Linked DNA regions of Mus musculus: region 2 is linked to region 1. Evidence: chromatin contacts called from public HiChIP or PLAC-seq data. All regions are on one chromosome and are shown on one strand. Each heading gives the region's core, a stretch centred on a gene start, on an enhancer-like site or on the middle of the called end of the contact. The rest is flanking DNA. Distances are from core to core; before and after follow the strand shown.

What was found. HiChIP or PLAC-seq counts read pairs in DNA pulled down with a chosen protein or histone mark.
Region 2: a contact with region 1 is called in a CTCF HiChIP or PLAC-seq map of the NIH/3T3 cell line, with 12 read pairs. The contact joins the promoter of Gfra1 here to the enhancer-like site in region 1. A contact is called at or near these places in 11 of 39 promoter capture datasets (the 3T3-L1 cell line, the C10 cell line, cranial neural crest and 8 more), 4 of 15 datasets of contacts at CTCF or cohesin (the NIH/3T3 cell line, large pre-B cells, pro-B cells and 1 more), 3 of 484 Hi-C or Micro-C datasets (cerebral cortex, cochlea and embryonic fibroblasts), 14 of 115 datasets of contacts at active chromatin or transcription factors (the NIH/3T3 cell line, bone marrow-derived macrophages, differentiating embryonic stem cells and 10 more) and 2 of 9 other capture datasets (adipose tissue and liver).

Annotation. Positions count from the first base shown.
Region 1 is chr19:57,965,934-57,971,713 of GRCm38.p6, forward strand. All of the region lies in intron 27 of Atrnl1 (attractin like 1), which reads left to right. Among named protein-coding and RNA genes, the nearest start is that of Gm52385, 43 kb to the left of the region's middle. Within about 2 kb of position 4,423, at least 33 of the 459 cell types and tissues checked have an H3K27ac peak or open chromatin away from gene starts, as enhancers often do. A contact at or near this core is called in the NIH/3T3 cell line, embryonic fibroblasts and hippocampal neurons, where this site is marked.
Region 2 is chr19:58,453,585-58,458,939 of GRCm38.p6, forward strand. It overlaps Gfra1 (glial cell line derived neurotrophic factor family receptor alpha 1), which reads right to left and starts at 1,814. Exons shown (of 11, transcript NM_010279.3): 1 at 1,614-1,814; 2 at 725-1,010. The coding sequence starts at 764. Gm41876 (a long non-coding RNA gene) reads left to right here and starts at 2,565. Exons shown (of 3, transcript XR_877966.1): 1 at 2,565-2,627; 2 at 4,777-4,943.

The DNA of each region.
Region 1 (5,780 bases), core at 3,173-5,672:
ATTATAAACGTGGCATATGGAGGCCACCTCGTCATGTACTGGTCCTGGAGACTGGATCATCCTAGGTGGAATGCCAACACTGCAGTTCCTATCCCAAAAGATGCTAATGTAGCGGTATGCTGAAGTAGTGCACATTGACAGTAATCTATAGAGCTGAAATGTATACAAACGTGGGCATTATATGAAAACTGAAAATAAAAACTCACAGTCTCTGAGGCTAGAACAGTGTCTAAGAGTTAAGAGTACTTTTTCCTCTTGGAGAGGCCTCTGTTGAGTTCCCAGCACCCCTGTGGCATCTGAAAGTTATCTAAGCTTAAAGTTCAAGTGATGTGGTGCCCTCTTTGGATCTCTGAGGATACCAGACACACATGTGGTACGCAGATATTTATGCAGGCAAAACACTCATACACTTAAAAATAAGTAAAATAAAATATTTAAAAATTATTGAAGTGCCTAAGGAATTCTGTGGGTTGCCCTTCTTACAGTAGGAGAAGATATCAATTAAGTTTCCCAATGTATATATGGTTCTCTTTTCATCTGTAACAGAGTATGTTGATGAGGTCAGACTGATGGAGGGATTAGTTGCATTGTCTGTGGATCCTGGCACCTGCTGCTCGGTACATTGTAGCAATGGGATGCGTACCTTGAAAAGATGGCTGAGAGTAGTGCTGACTCTGGAGTTATTTGTTTTTTGATTCAAGCTCTAGATCTGTCTGTCATCTGAGATAGCTCATTTTGGCTGCTTAAGGACAAATAAGATATATGTATGACTTTTAGAGTTATTTTTTTATTTTTATGTGTAGCTTAATTAAAACAGTAACTTTAATGTGTTCCTCCCATCATCTCTTGGAATTATCAAATCACTAGCTCCTAACTCCATGATTGTATTATGTTATAATAGCTGGTTTGTAAAATTACTGTTTCAGTTGCTGACGTGAATTTCATAAAGATGATCAAGCACAATTTGGCTTAGGGTTTGATAGGAAATAGTTTTCTACAATTCTGAAATGGCCATAAACATACTCTCCCAGATTTTTACTACATATTTATATGAAGTAGCATTCTTGCTGTTAGTTAAAATCATAGTATTACCATACTATGAAAAATGTTCTATGTCTTGAGACATGTAATATTTAACCAATATTTAATTTTTGTACAAAAATAAATACAAAATTCATTTCATTACTATGCAAATTTTTCTTCTTTTGTAAATCGTGAATGTATTCATATACCAGAGAACTTTGCCTCCATATACATCTGTGGACAGCATGTATACAGTGCCCACAGAGGCCAGAAGACAGTGTCAGATCCAGTAGGACTGGATTTTCAGACCCAATGGGTGCTGGGATCTGAACCGCAGTCCTCTGGAATAGCAGCAAGTGCTCTTAACCACTGGGCCATCTCAGCAGCAAGTGGCCTTAACCACTGGACCATCTCTCTCAGCAGCAAGTGCCCTTAACCACTGGGCCATCTCTTCAGCCCTGTGCCAAGTACTTTACAAGATCATATGTATTCAGGGCTCTCTGGATGTGCACATCTTAGATATCCACTGAGCAGTAGTTGCTTTTACTCCTTTGCTAAGTATCCTTTGCCAGGAATGGGTGCTCTTGAATGGTGTCAAGGAGTCTAACCAACCACTGCCACCTCCAAGATCTGGTTGGCCTTGAAATTGGTGAATTAAGGTTAAAATGTGACCGCTCATTTGCATAGGTCTCTTCAAAGCTAGTATTCAAAATGAAGTTTTTAGTTTAGTATCCCATTCTTTTTCCTTAGAAAGACTTCCAGAGTTGTAATTTTTAGTATCTGCAAAAGCTAGGTTCTACTCTCCCCAAAGTAGTTGCGCGCTTCTTTTTGTAAACTGAAGGTTTTCAGGGAAAGTTGGTATCATGGAAACACAGAGATTTGTCTTATCTAGCAAAAAAATATTAGAGAAATATTCAAGTCGAGTTGCTATTTTAGGACCATATCTTTTGTAGTCCATTGTGTAAATTCACAGTTATGTTACTTTTAGCCATGACATAATGAACAAGAATATGAAGTGGCACAGTCAGACTCGGGAACTGAAATCCATGGCGCAGAGCAAGTGTGGGGGGGGGTTCAGCAGATGAGGGAGAAAGTTCCCTGATGAAACTTACTCAAAATTAATAACAGTCTCTGTAAATCAGGGTGTGTCAAAAGCATATTGAGGCATAGATCTTCCAACAAATGAAAATTAAACTTTCATCACTCACACGTGCAATAATTGAAGCTGAGAAAATGACATATTTGAAATCAATAAAACAAACTCTAGACTTTAAAAGTAAGCTGTAGTCTATAAAAGTGTGCTCAAATTTAAAATGGCCAGCTTCAAAACTGGCCTAGATAAAAAACAATTTGAAATCTCCTCAGTAGCATCAGTTTGTAAGCTTGGATAAAAGGGTAAAATACCAGAAATAAATTGTAATTTACAGAAGTTCATCTTGGTCTTTTAAAATTATTGATGAATTCTTGCATTACATTTATATGCTTGAACAATATGATGTACAGCAGGCCAGAAAATACATTTGATGTCTAAAAGCAGGGGGGCGGTTCAAGTGTATATCCCTCCCGTTTAAAGTTTGACTCTATCACAGAATAAATACATTTAAAAAGTGATTTCTCTGAAACATCATTTCAATCTTACAACTCTTAAGAAGCCAGTTGTTACGGAAGTTGAAGCGCTTAGTTAATAACTGAAACGATTTATCAAGTATGTACCTTACCCTTGGGTAGGAATCATCATTCCCTGCTTCCACAAACTGAGTGGCCAGGGCAGAGCCCGTGGTTATCAGTGCCCCTGGGACGGGCATCCAAAGAATTCTTGCCTCTTCTCACCTTTGAGTCTTGGACATTGTGTTGCCTCTTAATGTGTTTAGCAAATTCCCTTATATAGGGCACCATGTTTTCAGCAGGTTGTAGAACTGATATTCCTACCCATTTCTGTGCTCTCTTTCCTTACAAATACTTCCAGGAGAGCGATTCGAGGCTTCTCCAAATAGTTAGACAGGTAGCCGATCTTAGATGTAGTAATCAGCTGAGAGGCAGAACGGCTTGATGGGGACATTCCACTTTACTGTAATCACCTGATCTGAAACACTATTTGAAATGTTTAAGCCTTCACAGCTCTTTTCTACAGCACACACACACACACACACACACACACACACACACACACACACACACACAGTTCACAATAAGAACAATCTTGGATAAGAAAAAGAAAAAGATGAGATGTTTCAGACAGCCTAATGGGACTGCCACCATCTCGATAACCATCATTTAGTGCAGCCATACATTAGCTGAAGGCTGGTGTAGGCGGGCTGTGTTGAGCAGCGTCTTGGGCTGCATTTGGTGAGTCAGGATGGCCAATCATCCTAAGAAGGCAAGCACTCTGAACCTTACAGGTGTGCTGGAGCTAGCAATGGAATGTCATGGCAACATAGCCCAGTCTGCCTTTTGTGGAAATTGGATCCAAGATGAAAATGGAGGTTGCATTTTTTTAAAAAAAAATTATCATGAGAACAGCAATTACAAAATGATTATCTGTAATAGTCTCAATAATATTTTTATACTGTGTCTGGTGCTTAAGTGGAAGTTAGAAGACATTATCATATCCCTCACTATTTGACATCTAGTTACCAAATTCTTCCTAACAAAGTCTAGCTGACTTGGGGTTCATTAAATATCTAACCAATAGTCTAACTGCATCAGCAGTTCATTAGTCTAATTTTTACTACGGGTTTGATGAAGTTAAGGGAGGAAATATTTTAATTGAAAGAAATGTGCTATAAATGCTTTTTTTAAAAAAAAAAATTTCCTCTGTTTGTGTGTGTCCCTTCTCTAGACATTTTTAGAACATTTTCCCTGTAAGCTAAAAGCCATATCTCCCCAGATTTTTTTTTTCAAGTGAAATTGCCTTTCATTTGGCAAAAACTAAACCTGTGATTCATGGAGGCTTTGAGCATGCGCCCTGCTTGCTTTGACTGACATTTTTGCAGGCTAAATCAGACCTGCATGATTCATCTGCACCAAGATTCATTATGCCAAAAAGAGGAGAGGTTTGGGGGTGGCGTAAAAGAGCATAACGGGAAATTGTCTTGGAAATTGTGACTAGTGACGAAGGTGAAAAGAACCAACGTCAGTTGGCGTTTTAAATTGGCATTTGATCGGGGAGACATTTTCTTGTCACTGTTTTATTAAGAAAATGGGCAAAATGCATTAGAGGGGCTTTCCTTTCCTGTGGAAAATGAAATTAAGGTAAGAAACAAGAAAACTGATTTTTTTTAAAGTGTCCTTTAGCTTAAGCATTAAGTGTAAGCTGGCCAGGCCTGTACAGTAGGGAATGTGGAGAACATTCCACTACCTTAACTGTCTGGGAATGTCTACCATTAGCAATCGATTTCCTCGTTGAGTTTATTCATTGTTACCTTTAAATTTGACATGTCCAGAGGAGCTAAGATCTCCCAGTGCCAGGCATGTTCTGTCTACTTGTAACAACGCAGGGAAACCGCTTTGGAAAGATGAGAAACTGGGAAAGCAGAATGAGGGAGTAAGAACCAGGCCAATGATGGAGCTCTGGGGGAGGGGCTGTTTGGGGGGTTGAACCCAATACTACCGAAAGGGGGCAGGATGTGCCCAAAACAACCAATCCTCTATTTTGCCTAAGTTTATTTTATTCTCTCTCATTATAGAAAGATAGGATATACGCCAGCCAGGACTAGTTTTATTCAGGACTGGCCTTGTAACATATGAGAGAACATAAATGTGCCGCTTCCTGTTACAAATCTATTAATAGCTGCGCAGCGTTGTGGCGTCCTAGTTCCCAGTATCACAAAACACACTAAAAAAGAAACAAAAACAACACTTAAATTGGAAAGTATCATCTCCAAGCTTCGGGGAACCTTCTGCTGCTGCGAGGTCCACCCTCATTTTCCTTATGACGTTGGTGTTGGTGGTGAGCTCTAGATTTGAGTAAGGGAAATGTTTCCTTGAAGATCACCTAAACATTTTAATTTATATTTAAATTTTTCAAAGGTAGGTGAGTGCTTTAAAAATCACTAAGTTCTCTGTCTACATGTATCTGACTCGTTATGTGGATGGATAGGACTCTTTTAAGACTAGTTTTTCTGCTTTTAAGTATATATATATGTCTGTGTGCGCACAGGTGTAAGTAATTGTAGTGCTTGCAGAGTCAAGAAGTGGGCGCTGGATCTCCTGGAGCGGGGAGTAAGGTGGTGGTGAGCAGTGGGTGTAGGTGTTGGCAACTGAACTCCAGCCCTCTGAATGAGCAACAGGCACTCTTAGTCACTGGGCCATCCCCACTATTTGTTGGATTCCTAGATTTCCAGTGTATTGTTTTAGATTCAGATCCAGTATCCTCACCTTACACCTATTGTACAAAACCTTATTCCCAATTTCCTGTCCCTACCTTAAGAGTCCTCAGACTTCACACCTCAAGCCAACATCAGCCTGGAATCACCAAGTATTGGATAAGTCCCAGGCTTGCAGTTAGATGGGGTTGGAGGGTAACAGGCAGCTGTGCACAGCCTGTTTAGTGGTGCGATGAAGGCTAGAAGTTATTAAGTGCAAGATGCTAAAAGCAGCTTCCTTTAAAGGTCCAAGTGATAGGGAAAGTAAAGCTCTCAGTTCTTGGCTACCTAAACTGTAGAAATCATCTTTGGGTAGAAGAGCATTGACATTTCGAGGTTGAATGTGTTTCTGTGTAAGACAGGGCTGAATCCCTTCCCAGCATATATTTCAGC
Region 2 (5,355 bases), core at 564-3,063, 490 kb after region 1:
GTCCACCCCTCTTCTGGAATTTTCTCACCCCGGGAATACTGCCATCACGCCCCTCCCCGGCTCAACAAGGAAGGTTCCACTGGCTGCCTTAGCGGGATTTGCCGGGGATCCCGCGCAGCCCCAGCGTCCCAAAGCAGAAGCAAGCACTCCTGACCCGCTGGCTGCCCCGCCTCCCCAGGCACCCGAGGCTGCAGTGTCTCCTGGCCAGCAGCGGGCAAAAGGGCACTGAGCTGAACAGCGAGGCTGGGTGCTTGGCACCCTTAGCGCTCTGAACGAAAGGCAGACGAGTGCCACAGTCTGCCCCGCGGGTGCGCAGAGACGTTTTTCCCTTAAAAGTTTTCCATTCCAAGTTTGCTCTCTTCCGACCCCAGCGGTATTTGACCACACTCCACCTGCCGGAGCGTCTCAGGGAGCTCCGACTTCCAAAGGGGAGTAACGCCCTGGGATGGAAGCCTACGACCCCTCAATTTTCCACCAGGCTGGGTTATTAGTTTTTGTTTTGTTTTGTTTCTCACCCCCTTTAAACACGGCAAAATAAAATCAACCGCTCAAAGACGCGCCAGCACTGCTTCCCAATCCCAGAGATTCTTGAACCTCTTCACCCCCTAGCGAAACTTCTTCCACCCACACTCAAGGCACCCACCCGCAATTCTGGAGTGGCTGCCGCAAGGGACCCCCCAATGAAAGACTCTGGATGAGAAAGCCAGCAGCGGTCTCGACTTACCCAGGAGTGGCAGCACGAAGTACAGAGTGGCTAGGAACATGGTGCCGCCGCGCAGCTGGTCCCCGCCCCCCCAAAATCCAAAGCCGCCACCGGATCTCGCGGAGAGAGCTCAGCGTGCAGAGATCCCCGGGCGACTGCGCTCCTCTGGCCACTCAAAGTTAAGCTCCATCCAGGGTGAGAGCAGACTCCCCGTTGCTCTGCCGCCCACCGCCGCCAGGGACTCAGCTCCGAGCGGGCGCGAGGGCGGGAGGCGGACCCGCTTTTAGGGGTTCAGTTCCGACCCAACCTGGAAGGAAGAGCGCGCTTTGAAATGAGAGCCCAGAGTGCTGAAGCCTCCAGCTCCCGCCCCTCTCCCCTCCCCCGCTCCCGCCTCGGGGGACTTCTCAACGCTACCCCCACTCGGGTCCGAGAGCAGGAGGTGCGAATTCATCTATTACGGGCACGAGGAAGCTCCGGAACCCGGGTTCTGGAGCTGGTAAGGTCCGCTAGGGCTCCCAACGTTCAAAGCTGGAGGATATCGCGCACAACCCAAGAGGCTGAACGCAAGCAAATAAATAACCATTACTTTCAGAGCAAGCGCCGGAAGCTAGCTGGCGCTGCCCGGAGTCGGAGCCTCGGTGGCGAAGGCTTCTTAGCCAACCCCGCTGGACCAAGACCCTGCTCCGGCTCCGGGAAGTTGGCCGCCCTCCCTGGCTCTCGCCCGACCACTCACTTGCTGGCTCGATCACTAGCGTTCTAGCTCTTCTGTCCCCGGCCACCGATCGCTACCCCAGTCACCGTCATCCCCTCCCCTGGACGAGCCTCTCTTCCCAGGCAGTCCGGCAAGAGGAAACTGACATCCCGCATCCCGCCTGGTACTGAAACCTGGCTTCTCCGCCCCTACTCCTACCTGCCGCTCATCCTGGGCTCCTTCCTAGACTTCAGTGCTTCACACGCACTTGCCTAGCGCCCGAACTCCTGTGCATCCACACCACTGCCCCGTGAGAGCGAGCTAGTCCACAGCATCTGCACACCCCAGCAGGTGCAGCCCCGCACCACTAGCGCCCCCCTGGCCCCAAAGTTGGAGGACGCCAGCAAAATGGAAAGGGATGGCTGGAGGGGAGGTGGCGATGGGTTCTCAAGTGGAATGAGAAAACTCTAAATGCCACGAACCTGAACCCAATTGACCGGTGTCCAGCTGCAGCGAGTAGCCAGTGTTTGTTTATTTATTCTTTGGGGTGTCCCCGCCTCCTCTTTCTCTTTCCGGCCTCACTTTCTCTGTGCTAGGTAAAAAAACGATGCCACAATCTGCTACAGCTCGGAGGACAGAGTTGGCCAGGACGATTTCCGAGCAGACCTCCCCGCCCCGGCTCGATGCCCGGTAGGGATGTCAGCGGTTATTGGAAGCGGTGGGAGGATAGCATGCCCAGATTGGTTTTGGCTAAAGGCCCCTCAGGCTGCTTCTGCTCCTGCCTCCGGGCAGCGCAGGGCCGGCTCTTCTGTGAAGCGCAGTTCCTCCGTCCGCCACAGCAGACTTACAGGCTGGCTGGCGGTGGGACCCAAGGCCAACAGGCAAGCAGGCTCAGGACCCGCAGCGCTACGCCGCCGCCGTCGCGGAGACTGCGCACCCCCACCCCCTTCAGTGCACAAGGGCTCTTTCTTTAGTGCAACACAGCAACCCATCCAGACCCTTTTGAACACAAAGTTGTTTTTTTTTCTCCACGTCATTCGCGGCTGTGACTCAAGACTTGGCAAGATTCAGACTCACTCAGACCTAAGCCCTGAGCGGCGATCCGGGATGCACCCACCCATTGATAAAATGCTTGTGCGAGCTCATGCACCTCTCTCCTCCTGGTATGACAGCGAGACAAAGCAAAGTCCACCCCAGCCCACTGCACTGAAGTCTGATCAGACCCAGCTTTAGGTAATTTTATAAGATGATTTCCATCTTTACTGTTTCAAGAGTAAATTTTTTTTCAAAAACATTTTATAAACAGAACACATCCACAGCCCTTCACCCCAACTTCAAGGATCGCTCCAGCGATGCTGCTGAACCCCGCTCTCCGTGACACCCGCTGTCCTTTAGGGGTCCAGAGATCTGTCTAGAGTATGTCCGTAGTAGTGTTTGACCGACCAGCTCGCTGCTTGGGGCTTGTGTCAGAGATCTTTTCTATGTCCAAGTTCATCATCTCTCAGGAAAACAGAGTTTGAATCGAATCTATGAGCCCAGCTGTCAAATCTGCAAACCCATCACCACAGACAATGGGCCGCCAAGGAGAACAAAAAAAGAGACGCTCTTTTTTTGATCCAGAGTGTTAATTGAAAAGGGCAAAGGCTTTAGTTTAAGGCGTAAGGGCCGGGAGAAGAGGAGGAGGGATGGGTAGCCCTCCATTCAAGTACACATCAGCCAGGCGTGCCCTTCAGCTGTGGCGGCTGTAGCATTGTTTGGAGTCCTCAAAGAGTCTGTGCCTCTGTGAGCAACCTGAACCCAGGGGACATCCCGCCAGTGCTAGCTCCTCCTTTGCCTTGCACGTGTTCCTCAGGGGCAGGTATGAAGTGTCTGAAGCCTTCGCCAGGAACCCCTCCCCCGGTGTCACATTCAATCACACCAGACTTACACAGATTTCCAGTTCAGTGTATCAGTTTACACTCCGTCGTTGAGTAAACAAAGAAAGCATATGTCACATTTTTTTTGCGACAGATGGTTCGATCCAAGGGCTACTTAAGTTCTTTCTCTAGCGATAGTCAGAAGTCTACAGGGTGGAACTACTGTGGGAGATGGAATTGAGTCTTCCAATCAGTGTCTCTGCGTACAGAAGCAGATTTCCATATTTTCACACCAAGGCAAAAATCTCCAGGAAGTGGATGTTAATGAGAAGACTTAGCTGAAGACTCCCATTGATGCTGAAAACATAAAACCCCCCTCCGTTGTCCTATTTCATAAGTGAGTGGGAATATTTTTCTCTGTCAATTCAGTGCTTTTCTTTGGGGACCACTTTGGGTGGTTGAAGAATAGTTAAGTTTCATTTAAGACACTAGCTAAGTCTATTCCAAATATTTTTTTGTTGGGAAAACACTTGGTTATTCTACTTAATCCTAGGGAGTTAGTTAAAATCTACTTTTAACAGAAAAGGAAAGACTGGTCTAAAGTTCTCTAAATGTGGAATAAAGGACTCTTTCGAAAATAGTTATGGCTTCAAGAATATTACATACCCCTTCTTCACTCTAGCCTTCAATATATGATAAATATATAAATATTTACATAATATATAATAAATATAGATATGGTGAAATTAGACCTTTGGGGTTTGGTTTGGTTTTGAGGGGTTATTAATTTTATTTTTATTTTTGTGTGTGTCCCAGTCCATGAAGGTCAGAGAGAACATCAAATCCCCTGGAGCTAGAAAGTGACAGGTTGTTTTCAGGCTCAACATGGGTGCTGGGAACCAGACTCAGGTCTTCTACAAGAGCAGTAAATAGTCTTAAGTCTTGAGCCATGCCCCCATCTTTGTTTAAAATAATTAATAATAAGGACAATAATAATAAATGCCCACTGTTTGCTACAACTGTGTTGACCAACACCAAAACTACCAGCCTCAGTGTCACTGCCATGAATTTAATTAAAATTAAGTACCAGGTAAGTGTGGTTAGTTCTCAGTGGCACCAACCAATGACTATACATGACCATGGTTACCATATCTGATAAGGCTTACAAAACTCTTCCATAATCACAGAAAGATCAAGAGGACAGCCCTACCCTCTAATGTTGCTGTTAAATTAATAGGCACAGTTTCTATATAGAATAACAGATCATTGTAGGCATCCAGTGAGTGCTTTATTAAGCAATGGCACAATGGGGATTGTGGGGCCATTGGGGGTGGTGAAGGTGATGGAATGTGAGGGAGGTGATGATGGTGGTGATTGGTGGTTGAGTGTGGTGATGGTGGAGGTGGTGATGATGATGGTGGTGATGGTGATGATGTTGATGGTGATGGTGGTGTTTTGTTTTCCTTCCGTGGAAGGAGAAGAACTCTACAATGACACAGCCCATTGAACGTCTGCTCTGTACACAGGATGTGATCAGTGGTAGTAAAGCAAAGGAGAAGAGAAACGGCCATGTCAAATTTCATCCTGTGAGAAGAGCTGTAAACAAAAAGATGTAGTTCATACTCTAGCTTATGACTTCTCAAGGCAGGACCCCATAAGGAAAACCATTGCCTCACGGTCTGCTACCATAAAGGTGAGAGAAATGCACAGCCAGAAAGCCTTAGGAATATGGAAAATAGAAAGTGTGACATGTTCTATTAATTCTGCATCCTCAGAGCTTGTCTTTCCCATGAGCACGGATGTGTCTCAGGACGAAAGGTGACATTGAAATATCAAATATTAATCATTATAAAGGTTCGTGTAATCCTCAGTGGAAAATTGGTTTTAATGCTACAAAATTAGGTTCAATCCACCCGTGAGCATGTGAAGTGAGCAATCTTCTTGTATCTCTTGATGTGAGCGTATTTCCATAAGTTAACAGATGAGTCACGATGAAAGTGACAGTTTTATCTCATGTGACATTTTGTGTCTTACTCTCTTTGCCTTTGTCCCGTGGAATATAACGTAAAGCATATTCTTTCCCTAAAGTTGTACTGCTCAAAAGT